Linked DNA regions of Mus musculus: region 2 is linked to region 1. A link is a contact called in public Hi-C data. All regions are on one chromosome and are shown on one strand. Each heading gives the region's core, a stretch centred on a gene start, on an enhancer-like site or on the middle of the called end of the contact. The rest is flanking DNA. Distances are from core to core; before and after follow the strand shown.

Region 1 (4,329 bases), core at 464-2,963:
TGCATGAACGTAAGGGCTCACATTTAAACCATATGAGGTATCCTAGTGCAGAAAAACCTGGGCAAGTGTGGGGATGGGGGTATGGAATATGCTGTGGGAAGGATCTAGGCTCTGTTAGTGTGCTTGGGGACACTTGCAGTTTATCAGTTTCTTTTCTAGTTGACATGGCAAAATACCTAACAAGCAATTTAAGGAAGGAACTGTTTGGTTTTTTGTTTGTTTGTTTGTTTGTTTTTGGCTCACAGTTTGAGGGTACAGTCCATCGTGGTGGGAAAAGCCTGGCAGTCAGGGTGAGAGGTGGCTGGTCACACTGCTTGCAAATCGGGGAAGCAAAGGGCCCTCTGCTGGTGCCCAGCTCACTTCCTCCCTTATAGTTAGTCTTGGCCACAGCCAGCTAGAGGAACTGTGATGCCTTTGGCGTGGTTGATCTTCCCACCCCAATGAAACCTAATCTGAAAGATCACTCAGACATACCTTAGGTGATTCTAGATCCTGACAGGTTGACAGTATCGATCATCAGGCATGCGTCTGATGTATCTGCAGGGCATAAGGATTGAATTTGTAGGTTCCTGGTTGCGCAATGCCAGCATCAGGCTTTTGAGATAGATGGTTTCTGAGATGGAGTGTTCTAAGCCAGAACAAGGCTTGGTGTTCCGTTTCTCAGGGAAAGGTGGAGATGGTAGATGGTAAGGGAGTGGGGCGAAGAGGTTTAGCTTTGGAGGAAAGCCTGAGGCAAGGGTAGCCTACGGTAGGATGATGCAGCCACAGACAGTTACTTTAAGAGAAGCATGTTTATTGGTCAGAGATAAAACTAGGAAGGGCCAAAAGGTGTGGCTTTGGCTGTACCAGATTCTGGGAAAGTGATAGATTGGGATTTCTCACCTAGGTGGTAGAATTTGGAGAGAAAACTGGTAGGTGAGTCTGAAGGTGTTAGAAGGGCTCTACTTTTTTCCCCTACAGAACTGAGAACCAGCGGGATATGGTTCCATAGTAGAGCACTTGCCTAGCATGCCAAAGGCTTGAGTTCAATTCATAGAAAAAAAATCAAGGTCTAAAGGGCATAGAGCCATTGAGCAAACCTTGGGCTGCCTGTCACCTGCTCAACCTTTGGGGGATATTGATCTAGTTGAAGTCCTTTTGGATAGCAGGCATTGGCTGGGTACCAGTTCCTACAGGGCCCTGTTTCTTCCCATGTCCCCTGGCTAGGCTCATCAGCTCATTTTAAGCCAGGGACACCTTGTTCATGGCAGAATACCAAGGGTGCAGATAGCTATCTTGCTGTGGGCTAGCTTTGCATTGTAGCTGACCTGTGAATGAGTGGTTCTTCTTGGCAACTGGTTCAGAGGGGAGGCTGCTGAGCCTTGGACATGAATAGATCAACTGCAGGCTTCCCCTCAACAGATTGTCCTTGTAGCAACCAGTCCAAGAAGCCCCGTGCCTCTGGAATACCCGGAGATACAAAGCAATTCTCTGGGCTAGCCCAGCAAGGAAAGGAAGTAGCATGCTTAAGTTTGTGATGGGACACCTTGGAGCAAACCTTAATACTAGCCAGGCTACATAGAGCTGTCCTGGTTCTGATCTAGAAAAAAAGATGTGCCAGTGTAGACCTGCATTGGGAAAGAAGCCAAAGAAGGAGTAGCTGTCTTGTTGCTTGGGTTTGCTCCAGGCTACTTAGTAGTGACTGCCAAAATCTTTCCTAAAGGTCAAGGCCAGAGTGTGGCTAAGTTGTTCATTTACTCTGGAACCTGTTCTATGTGGTATTTTCCATTTTGGCTTCATGCTAGCATCATAGAGGAGGTAGGTTTTTTTTTGGGGGGGGGGTGTTTCATTTTTACTACTGGTGCTTGACTTCTAACTAATATAATAAAATCATGGAGAGCCTGACCTAGACATCCGGATACTTTAAACCCCTCAGGTCAATGCCAACTTAAATGGAATCTCCCTCTCCACTTCCATCACCCCCATCACCCCCGTCCCCTCTTAGGAAAGATCTGGAGGAAGGAGGGCAGGAGAGAAGGCAGTTAATGAACAATTCTGGCACAGAAGTTTTATAACAACTCCAAGCGTGGTCCTAGCAGGGCCCAAGGGATACTGTATAATGAACAGAAGTTCATTCAGATCATGGTTATGGAGGTTGTAAAATCCAAGATGAGGCCTTCTGGCTGTTTCATCTTCGGACAGATGGAGGCAGAGTTTTTAGGCAGGCCTAACCCATACCCCTTGGAATCAAAGTGTGCTTATCAAAGGTTAAGTAGGAAGCTTTGAAGGCTATCTATCTAATCTGATGGTTTTCCTGCATATTAGAATTGCTTGCTCGCCATGTGTACATAAATTCCAGGGCTAGGTTAGAGTAATGAACCAGAATTTCTTCATATGGACCAGAATAAATACTCATTAAGAGTTTTAAGTGGTTTTATTTTTACATTTATTTTATTTTTTTTTTATGTTGGGGTGGGAGAGTGTGTGTGTGTGTGTGTGTGTATGTGTGTGTGTGTGTGTGTGTGTGTGTGTGTGTGCTTGTATATGGAGCTCAGAGGACAACTTGAGGGAACAGGTTATCAGGTGTGGCCACAGGCACTTTTCCGTGCTGAGACATCTTGTTACCCCTACAACAGGCCACTTCCCTGTTCAGCTATCGTTCAGAATCTCTTCCATGAACACTGCTTTTCAGACTTAAATGTAGTGTCAAGTTCAAATCTCCATTCTGATTTTGTAGATATGCAGGAGGCCTAGGATTCTGATTCGCTAATAAGGGTCCCTGGGGTGCCCACGTTCCTAAACTAACAAGCGCATTTGAGCAGCAGGGATCTATCTATCGATCTGCTTCCTGTATTGACAGCTGAAGAAAATGAGAGCCAGAGAAGGACATATGACATTCCATGGTCACCTAACATGCCATTCATTTAATGCTTTAAGTTTTTAAAGCATTTACGTTTTGGAGGGGAGCAGAGTTGGGGTTTATTAAAGATATTTTAATGTATTTTAAGCATGAAGGCTAAGAGAGAAGTGCTTAGAAAGAAAGATATACCCCAGAGCATTGATGTAAGTTTCTCAAAGAAGACTCATCTACTCAATGCTTTTAATTAAATAAGTAACTAATTAATTTTGGAGACAAGGTCTCACTGTGTAGCCCGGGGGAGACAGCCATGCAGGAGAAGAGGCCCATGTGACGAGGAATGATTTGGCGGTTGCTGGGGGTAGCAAGCGAAGGGATGCTCACTTTTAGGAGAGCTGTCAAGGGTGATTAAGGGTGATTTTAACTGGAAATTTAGGATTACAAGTCTCACTGTTGGCTGAATGAGTGTGGTGGCAGCTGCCAATTATCTCAGCATGTAGAAGGAGGAGGAATTCAAGTTTGAGTTACATAGTAAGTCATAGGCTAGCCTGGACTTAGAATCAATGGACATAGAACCAATCAGTCAGTCAGTCAATCAAACTAACTCTCTCTCTCTCTCTCTCTCTCTCTCTCTCACACACACACACACACACACACAGAGAGAGAGAGAGACAGAGACAGAGACAGAGACAGAGAGAAGGAAAGAAGGGGAGAGAGAAATCGAAAGCTAGTTTTCTTTCTTTTTTTTATGGGGAGGGCCGTTCTCAGTCCTCTCCAGGATTTTGTGGGTGGCTGCTGCTAACCCTACTGACGAATGAGGAAGTGTTTGGGACTTCCCTTATTCCCTTACACAAAGTTGTTTTTGTTGTTGTTTTTTCTTTTAATTTGTTTTGTTTTGCTCTTGCTCACCATTCTTGAACTCATAGTGGCATCTGAGAAATGCCCCCACTTGGGGTCACAGGCTTGACTCCATAGTAGGTCTGCACTCAAAATCATAGATTTATGATTATGATAGCCAACACTTCCAACAGATGTTTGTCCTGCCCTCAAGAAATAAGCTAAGATGTCCATTTTTCTCTAGGAGAGCACAAACTAGTGCTTCCTTTGATCGTCTGCCAGGAGTCACCTGAGCTGTGTGTGACAGTGCATGTCCCAGGCCCCACCCGAGCTGATGAAGGCCTATGTCTGTGAAATGTGTGTATTTAGTTCGTGGCTCTGTGATTTTTTTTTTTTTTCTGTTCCTGATCATTTGAGAAACAGAACAGGATGGAAGGGATATAGGCTGGAAGAAGCTGGCATTTGACATCTATATATCCCCCTAGGCTGGTAAGCCACATAGATCTCTTAGTAGCATGGTCCTAGAGGAGTTGGTCCATAGAGCAATTGACTGCTTCCTGACTTCCTCCCAGTTACCTCGCTGGCCTCTGCCCTCTGCCATGCGGAGTATACCATGATTCCTTGCAGAGCCATGCCATCAAGGTTCCCTGACCACA
Region 2 (4,329 bases), core at 937-3,436, 430 kb before region 1:
CAAATTAAATTAAAATTTTTTAAAATACATGTGTCCTATAAGCATCCCCAATAAAACCACAGTCCTCCTAGCTACTTGATGGGCACTCTGGGAAACTGTGATCACAAATGCCATTCCACAAGTGTGATCCACATCCCATTCTTCCATCTGTGAGTCCCATGTTTTTATGCTCTAAATGTCACAGTAAAGTCCCACTCTGTCGTAAGCAGACTATGGTGGCTGACAGCCCATCTTTGGGAGGCAGGATCCTTCTGAGCTTGACTGCTCCAACACTTTCCCCCTGCCCCCACCCCACGAACCACACAGCAGAGATTCATCTGAAGGCTGTAACAGAGTCCTGTGTTTGGCTGTTTCCAAACCCAGGTGGGAGCCTAACCATCATGCTAACAGCATCAGGAAGTGGAACTGGTGATTAGGTCGTAAGGGCGTTACCCCCACTGACAGATCAATGCCGTTATTACAAGAGTGGGCTGGTCATATGGAAACGGGTTTGAATTTGGACTTTTCTGGTTTGGTCTCGCTCCTTTGTTCTTCCACCACACAGCATTTGGAGGTCCCTGCCAGACTGTCAGCACTCTGCTTTGACTTCGCAGCCCCCAGTCAATACATTTCTACTGGCTGTAAACTGCAGCTGATAACAAGGTATGCTGTTCTGAACACCACTGTATGACCAGAAAACACATAACACTGTTTTAGTCCCTTCCTCTTTGCAGTGCCGGGGATGGAACACACCTTTCTACATGCTAAGCAGATGCCTTCTCTCAGAGCTGCAACCCTACACCAGAATTGTTTCCTATTATGCCTGGCAAGATTTATGAGACAGTGTGTATGTGTGTTTGCGTGAGTGTGCGTGCGCACTCCAATGCCCTTAAAAGCCAGAAGACGGTGTTGGATCCTCTGGCACTGGAGTTACAGCACGTGTGAACCACCCTACATAGCTACTGGGAACCAACTGCTGTGCTCTGCAAGAAGCAGACTGGTAAAAGTTTTAATGTTCCTGGTAAAGAGATGACATAGTTCATTATGTTGAGTATCACAGCACTCTAGAAACAAGCAAGACATCCGAATGAATCCAGTCCAGTGTCTACTTCATAGAGATATCCATGGATATGTTAGCCATATGAAAGTTGAAATCAGGTCCAGGTGAACAGATGTTTAATGTGGACTTAACGGGAGACTTTTTCAGCAGAAAGACACATGATTGAAACTTTATGAGAGCGAAGTAAGCCTGGCTTTGCAATTCAACCTCAAGTATTTGTTCCCTTGCTTTTTACTCATTTCCTTATTTTCAAATAAAAATAATTGTAGCAGACATTGATGGCTACCCTGAATACTCAACAACTTTCTTCCGTGCTACCTAAGCCTTCTTTAAAAGATCCTCCTTAAGGTCTGAAGATGTAGGATATCACAAAGCCCTGGGTTTGAGTGCCAGCACCATGAACTGAGCATGATGCTGCAAGCCTATAATCTCAGCATTTAGGTAAGAGGATTGCAAGTTCAAGGTTATGTAGTGAGTGCAAGGCTAGTCTGGCATATATAAGACCCAGTGTAAGATGATGATGATGATGATGATGATGATGGAGGAAGCGGAAGAGGAGGAGTAGGAGGAACTTAGAAATAGGCATTGCCAGATCTTAGCATTTCTACATGACTACATGTAAAGCCAGATCTGCTCACTATAAGCAGTGCTGCACCCAGGAGAAGGCAAAGAGGAAAGAGAACACAGAGAATGCCCTAAATGACCTCAGAGCTCGTTCTCTACTTCTCACTAAGCATTGAGACAACAGAAATCCCCAGCAGGGACTTTCGTGTTACCGATAGTTGAGAAAAGCCTCAAGGTGACACACAGACTTTCAGTTCTGCTTTATAAACATCCAGGTTAGCTATTTCTCTATTCTTATGTGTGTCTTCTCCTTTTATAGGTATGCTGTGTGTGTAGGTAGAGTTTAGAGTGAGAATTTAGAATCTGTGACTGTTACCTTAAACTTAAGCAAAATTCAGCACATACTTAAAGAATTTGTCATTCAAGAAAGCGATTTAAGCAGATTGTTGTGCTGGTAGCCTGGTCCCCAGTGTGGTCATGTTAAGAGGTGGTGAGACCTTAAAAAGGCAGAGAGACTAGAGGAGAGTCCGGGATCCCTGACTCAAAAGGAACTGCTGAGGTTCTACTTAGTTCTCATGAGAGAGCTGTTATCAAAGACCAAGTCTGACCCCTGTCTGGCCTTTTTGGCTTTCTGGCAGCTGATCACTCCCTCTTACATGCACTCCTATCATGGTGATGTCACTTGTCACAGGTCTTCACAGAGCTGAACTGACACTAGCTAGCATCCCCCTCTCCTTACGAAGTTCCCAGCCTCAGACATGAATTATCAGAACCGTAACACATGTGTGGTACTTCTTAATTTTCTACAGTTCTATTAATATTGCAATTTTCATAGAAAGTAGATAGCAAATATGTCTACTCGCTTCTTAGAGAACAGAAAAAAAAGAAGTGACTTACATACAGTCACATGGGAAGTAATGGGCACCACTAATGTTCACAGAGACATGTTTTTAGATGAATGCTCTAGCCGACACCATGGACTTCTATAGGGTACATGTGTATGTAAGTTCATCTAGGAACTCATCCAGAGCAGAACTCCCCACACAGAAACACGTGATCTAGAGTTTGGAATTCTAGTAACTGGCCAGGGAGAGACACCAGCCTCCATGCTCTCCTACCTTTAGTCTCGCAGATCATCACGTTGCTGAACTCACTCTCCCCTCCTTCATTAAAGCACTGCATCTTAATGTCATAGGAGGTCTCTGGCTGCAGGTGACCAATGGTGTGCCACTGCTTTGAGCCTAGAGAAGAGAAACGAGAGACTAGCTGTAGATATCACACAGCCTGCATGACATCGATTTGGGATTTTCAGAAAGAGATTTATAGAATCCCTTGCCATTTCATACAGCTTGTGAACAAAAAAAAAAAAATGTACTCCACGTTAGTGCATCATGGATGAATAGCATTTCTACTAAGTGGCTTGTAAAGGACGTGAAAAGGAGGTGAAGACATAAACTTAATTAAAGGGTATCTGTGAATTGGTAGCCATGCTGGTTTTATTAAAAATTAGTGGCATAGAGGAAAAACATCTCAAAGCCTCATTTCAGCCCAGCAAGCCCGGTCACTATGCCCATCCGCTAAAAAAGCCACGGTACAAACGACAGCAGGCAGTGCATGGTGCTGAGGAGGCAAGCAGCTGCAAGGAAGGCTTTCCCAGAACTCTCTTCCATTGCCACGGACACATCCCAGGCTGACAGTCAAACACCTTAATAAAGGTCTGAGCATCCCACAGAAGGCAAACTGCAGTGGGAACCCTCAGCTGCCACTCCTGAGGCCACGTTTCTTCTGAGTCGGGGTCTCAGAACCACACAAGTGTCTCCACTATTAGGATTCTGTTATCTGTGGCATGCAGCCAAGGTTTCATTTAGAAACACTCCCAAACCGAGCACTCCAGTGTAAATCACCCTCCGTTTTCACTTTCATGGATCTGTGACAAAGTTTCATAAACAGGGACACTTTTGCCAGATTTAATTAACTCTTCAAGTATTCTTAATCCCTTTTAGAAAAATGACTCTTCAGACTGTGTCCAGTGTTTCCTAGAAATCCAAGCATGCCACCAACTGATGTAAGAATTAATTAAAGGGAAAGAAAAAACAAAAAAGCACACCACATGCGTAAGTCAAATCTGCTTGGCTGTCAGGACCAGTATCACAGGCTCCTTTCTAATTCAACACAGACAGAAACATGTCAGCCCCTTTCCAAGCCGTTAGCATAGAAAACCCTCGTTCACACAGACTCCCACCTTACAGGAGAGAAAATCCGATTGTCTAAGATCCAGTGTCTCTGCAGAGCTGTAGGAGTGGGTTCTAGACTTTATGTATATACTTATACATACATGCTTGTGTGTGTGTGTGTGTGTGTGTGTGTGTGTGTGTGTGTATACTTGTAAAGAGACCTCCCCTCTGTCCCAACTTGTTTTTGGTTTTGTTTTGGTTGGTTGGTTGGCTTTTCTTTCATCAAAGAACTGGTTGAAGCTAGAATGGGCCTATTTCTAAAATGCGAAACCATCCCATAGGACTACTTCTTGACTCTACCTTTTGGGCTTTCCTGGTGCTACCTCCCATCCACAAGCATCTCCATTAGAGCCAAAGAACTAGTTAGGTTTCAGAGAACCAGTAACAGTGGGTTAAGCTTCTGACTTGTTTTTAGGAGAAAACAGTTACAATCTACACCTTCTTAGGTTTATATTTTATTGTTGTGTCCAATCTTTCCAACAGCAAACACTA

What was found. Hi-C and Micro-C count contacts between places; a contact is called where the count stands out from the background.
Region 2: a contact with region 1 is called in a Hi-C map of conventional dendritic cells, with 5 times the contacts expected there. The contact joins two enhancer-like sites. A contact is called at or near these places in 1 of 39 promoter capture datasets (cranial neural crest), 1 of 484 Hi-C or Micro-C datasets (conventional dendritic cells) and 1 of 115 datasets of contacts at active chromatin or transcription factors (fibro-adipogenic progenitors).

What each region holds. Positions count from the first base shown.
Region 1 is chr9:35,056,120-35,060,448 of GRCm38.p6, reverse strand. The region is part of intron 1 of St3gal4 (ST3 beta-galactoside alpha-2,3-sialyltransferase 4); the gene reads left to right. It overlaps Gm51705 (a long non-coding RNA gene), which reads right to left. Exons shown (of 3, transcript XR_003948316.1): 3 at 484-537. Among named protein-coding and RNA genes, the nearest start is that of Gm51705, 3.5 kb to the right of the region's middle. Within about 2 kb of position 1,713, at least 18 of the 459 cell types and tissues checked have an H3K27ac peak or open chromatin away from gene starts, as enhancers often do. A contact at or near this core is called in conventional dendritic cells, where this site is marked.
Region 2 is chr9:35,481,613-35,485,941 of GRCm38.p6, reverse strand. Cdon (cell adhesion molecule-related/down-regulated by oncogenes) reads right to left here. Exons shown (of 19, transcript NM_021339.2): 14 at 2,722-2,844. Among named protein-coding and RNA genes, the nearest start is that of Cdon, 32 kb to the right of the region's middle. Within about 2 kb of position 2,186, at least 22 of the 459 cell types and tissues checked have an H3K27ac peak or open chromatin away from gene starts, as enhancers often do. A contact at or near this core is called in conventional dendritic cells, where this site is marked.